Linked DNA regions of Zea mays: region 2 is linked to region 1. The links are chromatin contacts, called in public Hi-C maps. All regions are on one chromosome and are shown on one strand. The core of a region is the stretch at or near the end of the contact, and the rest is flanking DNA. Distances in the headings are between cores, read along the strand shown.

Region 1 (6,820 bases), core at 2,025-4,524:
ATGATAATCATGACTGCAAGAAAAAAGACAAGGAAACATCAAACTTTTTTTTAACTGTTAGTACAACTTTGTGCAGAACTTTTTAGGTGGACACTGTCCTAACCTCAATCATATTCCAGGATATCTGAACTAATATATTTCAACAAACGAATACCTAGTCCAATAAACAAATATCTACACAATGCCACCGATAACGCTCTTCATCAGCCATTATAGTAAGAACATTCCTAGTTATTGACAGCAGCATAGGTTAACAAAATATAATCAGGCAGTTAGCCAAAAAGAGGATACAGCCCAAGTTTGTATCATTAACACAAAGTTGACTTGAATCTACCCAGTCATTCTGCACTTTTTACTGTCATACACTCATACTGCTCCTGAACATTATTGAAAATTTGTTACTAAGAATTGAATGGTCTGCTGTGCATGCATTCAATGTACCTCTAGAAAAGGAACAGTGAATTTGCACTTCAAATGATGATACTCACTACAGACTTGCAGCAAAAAGCCAGAGCACATGGTATGGTTATTCTGCAAACCAAAAGGTAGGACCCCAACCATACCTCAAGTTGGTTTGCTTTTATGTAATCCCACAGGTATTTCAGGGCATCATCTTGAGGAAATGTTCCATCTGTTCCGATGAACTTTGCAAGTGCATCAGAAATAACTACACTGGGCTGATTAATGGGAGGTGGTTGAGGAACCACTGTGGGAGCCTTCATTCTTTTTACTTCATGAAGCTGATCTTCTGCGGTGTCATTAGGAAGCACTTGAGCATATTCCAGGACTAAACTTTAGTAACGCAAAAGAAAAGGTAGTGTATGCTGATTAAAAGAAATAGAAGCATGTACTTGGGTCAAGTGGGGTTATGTGCTTAGCCAACAACTTATTCATTTTAAACATGTCGGTGGTGTCAGTTTCAAAAACCACACGAAGTTCGTCATTGCAAATGATCTTCCTTTTGTCATCAGGATCTTGAAGATTGTTCTGCCTGATATATGCCCATAGCTGCTTCACAATCTGAATGAAGACTAACATTAATTTCCTAGAGTCAATCATTCAAAGAGTACCAGTAGAGTATAGAGTGTGTCAATTTCTATTGTAAAGAAATTGAGTAGTACCTGGGTTCTTGACATAGCAGTCTCACCAACAATGGTCTGAAGTTCAGGTGAAATTGCACAAATTTTATTTAAACCACCAGGTCCACCTCTTTTTCGCTTAGAAGCACTAGAAGAAATTATACACAAATCACTAATCAGTGAGCTTCAGAAAAGAACCAAGATACTATAGCGAAGTACAAATCAGTTGACATGCTGAGTAGTGAGTAAAGTCTCAAAAACAGATGAACAACCACGACCAGCAAAACAAACTAACCAATAAAGGAATGTTGGTCAGATACAAGAGTCTTCAACATATTCTTCAAACGAAATAGATTACATTTTAGGACCTGCTGTCCTGCTCCCATAGTACTGTGCAACAGGTTGCACAAGCTTTAGTTCAATACATCTCAAAGAAAAACATAGGTGCATGCAATCACATCAAACCAGCCAGGAAAATGAATCTTACTAAAAAACAAAGAATCAAGTGTTAAGGATGAAGATGTCATATGCAATTAGTATGTATGAAAATTTGAGTATTTAATGGTTACATTTTTGCTTGCTCGGGTGCACTAGTTTAGGCTATCTCCAGCAGCCTCCATATCTCACTCCTCATTTCAAACTCCACTCTTTAAAAACAGCACAGCCTACAGTGCGGAATAGTGTTTTGCACGCCCATAGATAGGGAGCAAGTGACTTGAGCTGTCTACTGGGACCGTTTCATGCACAGAGTGGAGTTATAAAATAGTCAGTTGCACTTGATTGTTCTCAGGAAGCGGAAAGTGGTGTTATAAATCCAAACAAACTCATGAAACACAATGTGTCTCCCGTGCTTTGCTGGTTGTACCTTTTTAATAAACTACTAGTCTGGAAAACTTCTTGTAGCTTACGAGTGTAGACAGAATATTATCTTTTCTGCTTTACAAAAGAATTTTTTGGAAGCAAAAAATATGCATGATACAAGCTGTCGACAGAACAACGTTTGGATTCTTCTCTGTTTGACCAATACCGTTGAAAGAAGTTGGCAACAAAACTACAATTAAACAGTTACTGATCCATTATCTACAAATGGGGTGGGGGGAAGAAAATGCCATCCTAAGCCACATATCCTGAACACTACAGTACAAAATAACCAGTTGAACTGAAGTGGAAACTGACACAACCAACAAGAAAGTCTGAACCGTAAACCCTAACCTCAGGTTAGCACAAACAAGAACAAAACCATTTCAAGATACCAACTAGTCATCCTCAGTATAGACCTTGAATCTTCAATCTCGACAACCCTAATCACTCGAATCGACCAACTAGATGTCGAATCAAAGTAGATTTCCAAGCCAATCGACAGATATGCATACGAATCCCCTCAATCCACGGAGCGCGGACCGCAAACCCTAATTCCATCGACAGCTCACCTTTCCTTGTTGTCGCCGGCGACCTGCGGTGCAGCGGTAGGGGAAGCAGTGCCCCCAGCCCCAGGGGTCGGCTGCTGGAAAGAGACGGTCCCACCGGTGGCGGCCCCAGCGAGGCCGGTGGTGTAGCGGAAGGCGAGCGGCGGCGGCGGGTAGAACGCCATGGCCGGCACGGCCGGCGGCGCGGAGACCGCGGGGACGGGGGCCATGGCGGAGAGCTGAGGGATGGTCTGGAAGATGAGCTGCGGCTGGAGCGGCGCGAGCTGCTGCGGCTGCATCTGCTGCGCCTGTGCATGTGCCTGCACCTGCGGTAAGACATGAGGCTGCGGCACGGCGGCCGCGGGGGCAACGACGGCCTGAGGCGGGGAAGGCGCCGGCTGGGGCTTGGACGGGGGCTGCGGCTGGAGGCGCGGGCCGAAGAAGAGGTCCATCTGGTCGCGGATGAAGCCCGCCTTGTGGGAAAGGTCGACGCCGAGCGTGGCCTCCGCCTGCTGCAGCACGGCGGCGAGCGACGCCTCCCCGGGCCCGCCGGCGGAGCCACGGAGGACGGACTCGACGCAGCTGGCGATCTCCTGGTCGGACACCATGGCGGGAGCGTGGGGGGAAACTCAAATCTCGCCAAAACCCCGCCTCCCTCCCGCGATTCCCCTCTCCCTCTCTCTCCTCCGCCCCCCTCTCTGTGTCTCTGGCGCTTGGTCTCTCCCCTTTGTCTCTCTATCTCTCTCCTCGGTCCGTCTCTCACTTCCGGTCCCTCGCTCTAGCCTCTAGCCCTATGTTTGTTAACTAGGGGAGGAAAAATAAGAGGAGAGAAAAGGACAAGTCGCTAAGCGCACCTCCAATCGTCTTACGCGGCTGCTGATGGCTTGGGCTGTGGGAGGGTGGTCCCACGTGTCATGGGCGCGGGTGGGGCTGGGGTTCCGTGTCGCGATCGGGTGGATGCAGGAGGGCGCGGTGCGGAATGACGAGAGTGCCCACGGTTTTTTGTTGATGCGGTTGTTGAGGGTTGCAATTTCTGCGCATGTGGACCCCGCCCCGTGTCGCCTTTGCAGTTGCGGCGAGCGTAGCAAAGGGAGGTCGTGGGCTGGGCCGAGACGGGCCGTGATGCGTGTACATAGCCCGAAAACGCTTTGGGTCTCTTTTTTCTTCGAAAAAAATAACAAACATTTGTAAAAATAAAGTAAAACTATGTACGAAAGAATTTGAAGTTTAATTATCGGTTCTACATTTAACCTACATAACCAATAAAAGAAGCATATATTTTGTGTTTTATTAGAATAAAGCTTACTTATGATATGTATAGAAATCATAGCCACGTGCATAGCGTCTGTATATAAAAAAGTCCCCATTTCCTCCCTCGTGTCACCACTCGACTTTTAACATCGTTTAATTTTACACTTAGCCAGTTTATACAATATTTTTCTTTGTCGTGGCATCACGTCAATCATTTTGTATGCGCAAGGTTAGCCACGATGTACTAAATTGGATTACGGTGATAATTTAACATGTTAATCGAACTATGTATACTTCTAAATATTTTTTCTCTATTTTTTGAAATATTACGTAGTTAAATATTTTTATTGTATTTCAAGTATTAAAATAGATTTCAAGGCAAAAGTTCTGTGAATTCCTAATATAAAAGTATATGAAATTATTTTTAATAACAAAAAAAATAAAAAATGTTGTTTTAGTAAATATTTCTAAGATTGTTTTGGTCATTTTAGAGAGAAAAAATAAATTCAACAAATAATGTGTGCCTATGATGTACTCGTCCCAAAATAAAATTTGTTTTACCTTTTTAGTTAATTCATACAATAATTAATGTATCTGTTTTATATATGTGTCTAGATTGCTCGTCATTCATTTGAATATAAACAAAACAACTAATATTTTGGGACTGAGTGAGTATACATCTATTCAAATTTCAAATTGTGTGGTTATTCAATTTCTAGATATGAACTACAAAACTAGATTACAAATGCCCTTTACTTCTTGCAGCGGAAACAAATTCAGTATTGTGATTGAGATGTGGTTTTATCTTTTCGAATCACAATAAAATCCTGGTTTGTTCTCTAACAATTATAATTGATATATTTAAAATTAGGAAACATAAACTAATATTGTTGGAGAGAAAACTCGAGCCGGGTGGCGGAGCGTGCCCGCCTAATCCTAAGAATAGGGGGACAAGTCTGGGCTGTGTCGGCTCAGAGAAATCCTCGATGGGAGCCTCCTGCTCCGCTGGTTTGGGCAGCTCCTCCAGCTTTGCTTTTCTTGGTGGTGGCTTAGAGATGAAGCGCTTCAAGGGCTCGCACTCCCGAAGCTTGCGGTGGACGGAAAGTCGTGGTTCTGGCACGACGAGTCCATCAGCTTATGGAAGTGATCGCCACTCTCTTCGCCGACGGCTTGGGTGATCGATCCTCGGTGGTGACTTCTTCGTCGTGTCGGGGGTGGTGGTTCCTCCAACACATGTCAAGGTGCTCCCAACACTCCCTCTTCTCGTTGCTTGGTTCGTCGGCATCGCGTGGGCTCTTTCCCTTGTGGAAAATTGCCCCTATTGTGTCCTCCCTGTCGACGAAGTTGGTCGCTATATCGAGGAGGTTGGCAGTTGTTCTTGGTCTCCCCTGCCTAAGTTCAAGAGTGAGTGCCTCATTGGTTGTGTCGTAGGTGAAGGCACTTACCACGTCGACGTTGGTGGAGTCGGGAGGTTCATTCCATTTCTAGGAAAACCTCCGAATGCAATTTCGGAGGCTTTCCCCACTTTTATGGGTGCACCTCTTGAGGTCCCAGGATCAACTAGGGCGCTTGTAGGTTGCCTAGAAGTACCCAATGAAGGCCTTTCGGAGGTTGACCCTATCGTGGAAGGTGTCGGCTGGCAGATGTTGGAGCAGGCCCTTGCTCCTTTTCGCGGGGTGGATGCTGAGGAACTAGATGATGAGGTGGTCATCCTTGATCCTTGCCATGCAATATGTGAGGCGGTAGCCATCTAACCATATGACTGGATTCAATGATCCGTCGTACATTGAGATGTTTACTGGCGCCTTTACCTTCACAGGGAACTACGTCTTGCGGATCGCATGCCCAAAGGGGGATCGCGATGTACTCGCGCGACCTTCCGCTGCGAAGGCGGATACTGGGGCATCGACTGCCCACGCTTCCATTACCCTTTGCTCCTCCCTCTTCCACAATAGCTCGACGCAGGAGAAAAAAATACTGCCATAAGGTGAGGATGGTCTCGACGCCTAGATACCCCTCACATAGGGTGATGAAGGCATCATTTGGGTTCAAAAATGGACCTACACATGTAGATACTTTAAGAGAGTCATGGACTCATCAAGGATCGGCGCCAGTCCACCATGGGAGGAGCGACGGAAGACCCGAGCAAAGGAAGGATGGGCCAAGCAAAGAATACGAGGGTCTAGGGAACCGAAAACAAGGTGGACAAGACAGGGTAAGCAACACGATTAAATAAAGGTCATCCTACAAGACCCTGCTGGTTGGGACTGACGGAAAAGACCTGTTGTACGAGGAAGCATGTCTGGCCCGCTGGCATGTCAGGCCACACGTCACGCCACCACCTCCCGATGGAAGACCTGACATAAGTATTCATTCGCATAAAGAAGGACGTCAGGATAAAAAATATACATTAGACCAAGGTCTACCTAGGAGGCCAGGACTACATCATTCTTTACATAAAGCGGCCTCCGAGTCCCCCATAAATTATAGTCTGGACTCGAGGGCTAGGTGCGAAACCCAACATCCAAAAAACAGAAACTGACGACTAAGAAAGGAGGGGGGCTTGATTGTTCCCCCACGTTCTGTATGGACGCCTGACACAGTGTCGTGGGCATCTTCCTGTGTTGGGAAACCAAAAGACGAACGCCGAAGAAGGGCCCTAGGGAGCCCACCAGATCAGGTCCTCCGCTGACACGGCGCTGGCCACCTTGCAGGCGACCTCGTCGTACCCCTGGATAAGGCTCCACGGTGGACGTCGAGGTCTACGACATTCTGGACATGGCTCGGAATGTCGAACATGCGTTGCAGGCGAGTTGCTCCACGTACACGGATGCTCCGAGTCACCGAATCGACCTCGCGGCACAGCTCCGCCAACTCATCCTCCTGCCCTGCTCAAAAGATATAGATAAACATGTCTTAGCGCCCCGAGAGGCAAAAATGGATTGAGAAGCAGGGCGAGTGGCGTACTCGCCGCACGGGCCTTCATGATGGCAAATCGTGCCTGAAGACCTGCAACATGAGCATCGAACGTCATACAACTGGTCAAGACGCCTCCAGCCAACACCACGGCTCGCCCATCGCCAA
Region 2 (6,389 bases), core at 1,319-3,818, 280 kb after region 1:
GATCTTGTTTTGAAGATAGAATGGTAAAGAACATAACGGTGAAAACAAATTGAAATTGGATATCCTGTGTAGTAAATATTAATATTTTAAGTTCAGATCGAGCATAAGACACGAATTAGCCAAAAAAATCATGTCAATGTCAATAGGTCACGCCTCATTTGACGAGTGGCTCCTCCAGGTCGCCGGCTTCCTTTTTCTTCTTTTTATGTTTTTTTATTAGTGGGTGGGTGTGTTTATTTGGATCTTGTAATGATATTTTGTGTTTAGGTTTAAATTTTTCATCATCTGGCTTCTACAATATATCTTTCTTTTTATACTCAGTGTTTTTTGTTTGTTTTCTTATTTTGATTATTCTGGTGTTCTGAAACGTTGTTTAGCCAAAACGCCGAGACAATTAACATAGTACCTCGTTTGGATGTAGATATTGAAGCATGGAATTAGTAATTAGAATCAGCTTTCCAGATTTTTATGGTTTGATTGCACATGAAATTTGGATTTGGAATCAAAGACCCAATTTCCTGGAATTGGACTAGCTAGAAACTCCCTCTCCCAATACAGAGCATCACTCCTTTATATTGAGTGGAATTGGACCATCCAATTCCAAACTCCAATTCCTTGACATCCAAACAACAGTATTAGAATTACATCTCATTTCAAAATCATGCCTGATTTGTAATTGAACCCAATTCAATTTCATGCCCTCCAATATCGACATCTAAACTTGTTGAGTTCGCTTAGGAGAAAATAACCAGGGTAAGAAGCTAAAATCATACTAAAAACAGTATTATGTTTAATTCTCTATTCATTTTCTGTTTCAAACTCCACTCTGAACAGTGCCATCTATATTACAAAATAATATTTTGTACGACCATATACGCGATCTGCCGGACATAGTCTTAGCCTAGCTTTTCTTAGCAGCTACAATGACACTATAGAATCACTATAGCTTGCTATTTAAAATCAAGAACAGTCTACATTGCATGAATAACGGTGAAGTTGAAGCTAAATAAAGCTCTAAAAAGGGTTTAAGATTGAGACAACTCTTTTTTAAGCCAACAATGAGTGCTCATTTTCCCTGGCCAGCCTTAGGCTATGTTTAGATAAATCTAAAATGGAGCGATTGCAACTTGTTGATACATTTATGTGTTAAAAACGAGTTTGAATATTTAAATTTTGAAACGATCTTATAGTGTGCACTAAGATCTAGGACTTTATAACTGAAGCTTGTCTCATTCAAACAGGGGCTGAAATATTAAACATAATATTTTTAAGAATTAATATAAAACATAGCATCACATCTATTTCGAGTGCTCGTGAGTTACTCATGTTCGGCTCGTCTTAGGTCATATACAATCTAGAACCCTCTTTGTAGTTCTCAAGCACAAGACATACAGAAGACAATTTCAATGTTGTGTCTTAGATTAAATGTTTTAATAAATACAACTTAGGCACGATTCCATACCACACTAGACCGGGAAGAAACAACATTCATCGTACAACACAAGCACAATTTCATATCTTCATCGTCGAGCCAAGCGCTAGAAACATTGCTTAGCGAAGAGGCGGTTCTCCAATTCATTACCCACTGAAGACACAATGTTTTTAATGACGTCGTACACACCCTTAGACTTGAGTAGTCAGTTGCCCGAGTGTCACTATAGTTTCTATATTCATAATATTACAATATCTATTCTTTGTAGAACACAAATAAATATGTGTTCTAGTGGTTAGAAGTTGAGTGTGGGAGGGGGAGGGTTGTGGTTCAATATGGGAGGGATGTTGGAGGAAGACACATGAAGAAAATCCCACTTAAATATAATAGAGATTTTCAAATTATTAGTATATACTCTCTATGTCCTAAAATATAGTTTTTTAGCCCTTTTTTTGTCCACGTTGTAAACATATATACAAACTACCCCTCCATTTTTTTTTATTTGTCACGTTTTAGTTCAAAAATGAACTACACGTTCAAAAACGGAGGTAGTACATTCATAGATTGATTAATGAATACATGTTTAATTTAAAACAAATTATATTTTGGAACGAAAAAAGTATATATATCGATCCTTTATATAACATAATATGTATAATATCTACTCCCTCCGTTTTTTTATTTGTCGTTGGATAGTTTAATTTTGTACTGTACCGCGACAACTAAAATGAAACGAAGGGAATACCATTTATATATTTCAAACGTCATGTGCTCTAGTGGTTAGGTTAGATTATGTTGTTTGGGAGGAGGAGGTGGTGGCCTCAAATCCGTGCGCTCGAAAAGCTCAAGAAAGCTCGGGCACGACGATTTAAGATGCGTAAACATGCATTTTCTTTTCTTTTGTTTTTGACTAACAGCATTTTGCAAAGTCCCACGAGGCTAAACAACGAGAATATATAGTTCAGCTTAAGGTAGATGAAAAGTTAAACGGTCGTGAATTAATTATTGCCAAGAAACAAGATCATTATCTATCCAAGACGAGTGGCGAATCAACTAGGGACGCGCGTTGCCGCCACGCACCTCCCTTCCTTCACTTGCCTGCCCCCCACTTCTCCGATCTCCGCCCCATCGGACTTCCCAAGGGTCGGCTAGGTCTAGGTGGTCTCCAAGCTTTCCGCCTTTCCACGCCACCATTCTCCCCACCCGCGCGCCTCAGCAATCCCCATCCAGCATCGCCGTTTCGCCGCGGCACCGACACCTCGCCGGCCATGGGCGCGTCCTCCTCGACTGGCAACCCGTCCCCAGAGGCGCACGAGCAGCGGGAGCAGGAGACTCTCGCCTCCGCCGCCCTCTCCCTCCCGCTCCTCCGCGCCGCCTTCTCCCGCTCCGCCGCCAACGCGCTGCCGGATGCCCTCGCGCCGCCGCCCGCCTCCTTTCGTCTGCCCGGATCCCCGGCGCCGCCGCCGCCGCACTTCCACGGCATCCTCGGGGGGCTCGGCCCCGCCATCGCCTCCCAATTCTTCGGCCACGGAGCTGCCGCGGTGACGGACGGGGGCGCCGGGTGGGTCCAGTTCCTCAGGGGGTTCAACCGCTGCTGCGCGCGCGTGACGGCCTCCCGCTCGCTCGCACTGCTCCTCCGCGTGTACGCTGCCGCCTGCGCCGGCGCGGGGGCACCCTGCGGCGTCCAGCTCCAGCCGGACGAGGGCGGTGGTGACGAGGATGGGAAGGTCGTGGGGGAGCTCGCGCCGGAGGAGATCGCAGTGTTCCTCTGGGTGTGCTGGGTCATGGCGTGGAGCGCTTCGGCCTCGAGGGTGGTCAGTGACGGAGGAGATAAATCGGAGCCCGTCACGGTGCTCCTCCCGGACGTGACGCACCTGGTGCTGTCGGCGCTCGTCTCGGCGGGCGTCGTCACGGATGATGCAGGCGTTTGGGGCTGGGACGTCTCCAGCGGTGGGAAGGGGGTGAAGGTCCAGGAGTTCATGTCGTGGGTGCTGTCCACGCCTTTCGGCCTTGGGAACTGCCTCTCGCGGTATGTGCGGGACAAATTCCGGTCCCTGGCTGCTGACTCTGTGGAGGTAATCAAATTATATTGCAGAATTTGTAGCGTCCGTCAAACGTTGGATGCGTTTGTTCTGTATCTAGTGTCATCAGTAGAATATGTGCGACATTGTTGTTACCTTGTTAGTTCATAGATCATACATAAGTGTAGAAAAAAGTTTCTATTGTTCTGTTTATACTTGTTTTTTTACTGATCATGACTTGTAGCCTAATATATTCTACAGTTATTCATTATCTGTTAAGTCTCGTTTGTTTCCTTTGATTTAGAGGAATTGGAATCTTACTGATGGAATAGGCTATTTTTTTAGAATGTGACATTCCAGCACTTTCCAGAATTATCATATAAGCATATCTCAAATTCATGGGTTGATAGATGGAAATTGATTCTATAAATTTAAATGCTATTTTTCCGATACACAACTTATAGCACACTCTTCTACTTGCTTCGCTATAACATAAATGTAGTATATAACTATCTCTCTCATATGATTTAGGATAATATACAAATATATTACATACATAAATATAGTTTGAAATTTGTCTCCAGATTGTCCTGTTTCTGCAAAGTATCAGCAAATTATGTAATGTTATATCTTGGACCTTTTCTTTGGTACTTGATGGAATGACAGTTCAGAATTACCTCTAAAGAATTCTGGTAGAAGTTGTCCAGCCACAGATTCTACAATATAATGATGATCGACTAAGTCCACTACTGTGGGAGTTGGGGTTTACATACAAAAAAATGTGCTCTGGAAACAGTTCCTGCGCTAGGTTTGAACAATGTGAAATTGTGTTGATGATATTCTCTTCTAGATAAATAGATCCTTATTTATTTTGCCTTTTTTAAGGAACCATGCCTATATTTTTTTCTTCAACTGAACCTTTTTTTTGTTATCTCATGAATTGACTGGAGTTCTTACTCGTCACAAGCAGGAGAGCTCTGTTTCAACTGTTAGCACAACCTTTGACACTTCTGATGTTTATCTGCTAACACGGGGGAGAGCATGGGCAATTGCCCTCAGCCTAAGAAACAAGTTGAGTGAAAAGCTGCTGTCAGCTTCTGTTATTGGAATGGACACAGAAGACCTCCTTTATAGGTAACTTGGTGCGCTGATGATATCTATTCTTGTGATTATATCTGTATGTTAGTTTTCGTACAACATTGCATTTTTTAGTTGACTATGAGTGCGATTTTTTTTCCAAATCTGGTTAAGAACTTAAATATATATTATCTCATTGTCGGTTCTCCTAAGGATGTAGTAAGACTAACATCGATAAAAATGTTTGTCTGTAGGTCATCTGTTCATGGAAAAGGACTGAGCCGGTTCTGGTCTTGTGTTGAGGGGTACAAAGGGCCAATGCTGATTCTACTTTCAGCATTCTCAAAAGGTGGTGGTGAGAATGTTGATTCTGATCGAAGATGGGTGATTGGTGTATTGACCGAGGAGGGATTTGAGAACAAAGATACCTTTTATGGTAGCTCTGGGTTCCTTTGTGCCGCACATCCAATATTCCGCATGCTACCACCATCTGGTATGACTTTTATTGACCATAACTTTGTCTGCGCTAATAGTATCTTACTATACCCCCTAACCTAGCAGGCAAGGAAAAGAACTTCATGTACTGCCACCTACATCCTCAGATAAGAGCTTATGAAGCGAATCCAAAGCCCGTTGGCTTAGCATTTGGTGGAACAATTGGAAATGAGAGGATCTTTCTTGATGAAGACTTCTCGGGAGTTTTAGTACGACACCATGCTGTTGATAAAACTTATCAACATGGCTCTCTCATCCCCAATCAGGTTAAATTCAGATTTACTGGTGTCCAAGGAATATAGTAACCTGATTGCCTTTGTGCACTATTTCACCTTATTTGCAATCTTGGATTTAGGCTTTGCTGTTTTTCTGCTGAAGATATTTAGTTAGCAATCTTCCTTTCTGTTTGGATTCAAATATGTTATTATCTATCCCAAAAGTTGATCTACCGATGCGCTTTTGAAATGACACTGCGTTTTCAGGGCATAGAATAGGGTGATTGACCACTCCCATTTAAGAATTGCTCCCACCTTCTCCTAAAGAACATTCCACAAATCATAACTCACGCCCTATTAGTGATGAGCACAAATAAGCCCACTCAGTTACCATGTTCATGTGCTGGCATAGGTTGTGAATGTTTTTATTTTTGTACGCTTAACTATGTATGCTAACAAATTTAGATTATGGTTTTGGGGTAATGCAGGGTTATTTGCCTGTTGAGGCTTCAGTGCTTGATGTTGAGGTATGGGGGCTGGGTGGAGAAGCAACGAAACGACAGCAGAATATGTACAAGAAGAGGGAGGACATCTTCTCAGAGCAGCGAAGAAAGGTACTACCAAGACTAAGAGCAAACTTGAACCATTTGTTGCCATGTTCATCGTTATTGAAACGTGCATGCATGCCCACAATATTCCCGTTTACTCTTTCAGGTTGATCTCAAAACTTTTGCTAGCTGGGAAGACTCTCCAGAGAAGATGATGATGGACATGATGTCGGACCCAAACACGGTTCGACGGGAAGACCGGTGATTTTGGTTTGCAGCCTCCGGGGATGTACAGACGACAGCGTTTGTTGCACATAGGAGTATTTTGCTTGCGCATTTGGCTGGGTCACACGCTTTATTTAGGTTGAAGTACTAAAAGAAGATTTGTACAGAACGTAATTCCCAATAAATGAAATGGAGATTCTGGACAGGTCTATGGTGTCCAAGCTTGCTGACATGTCTTACGGTACCCCTTTTGCTGGGGAGGTTCATGTTGATGTTGGTGTTGTGTGGCACAATGGCTGCCAGATACTGTAATTGTTATGGCTGAACGAACTGATGAAACAATGCTGGATTTTTCATGAGCGGAGCTTAATTATAT

The links. Hi-C and Micro-C count contacts between places; a contact is called where the count stands out from the background.
Region 2: a contact with region 1 is called in a Hi-C map of tassel, with 2.0 times the contacts expected there. The contact joins the promoter of LOC100217038 here to the promoter of LOC103645800 in region 1. A contact is called at or near these places in 4 of 25 Hi-C or Micro-C datasets (ear, leaf and tassel).

Annotation. Positions count from the first base shown.
Region 1 is chr2:3,383,250-3,390,069 of Zm-B73-REFERENCE-NAM-5.0, forward strand. It overlaps LOC103645800 (SWIB complex BAF60b domain-containing protein), which reads right to left and starts at 3,275. Exons shown (of 6, transcript XM_008670519.3): 1 at 2,510-3,275; 2 at 1,122-1,227; 3 at 852-1,020; 4 at 564-748. The coding sequence starts at 3,093.
Region 2 is chr2:3,665,046-3,671,434 of Zm-B73-REFERENCE-NAM-5.0, forward strand. It overlaps LOC100217038 (putative TLD family protein), which reads left to right and starts at 2,569. Exons shown (of 6, transcript NM_001143410.1): 1 at 2,569-3,507; 2 at 4,424-4,587; 3 at 4,785-5,023; 4 at 5,092-5,291; 5 at 5,729-5,854; 6 at 5,955-6,368. The coding sequence starts at 2,701. The coding sequence ends at 6,053.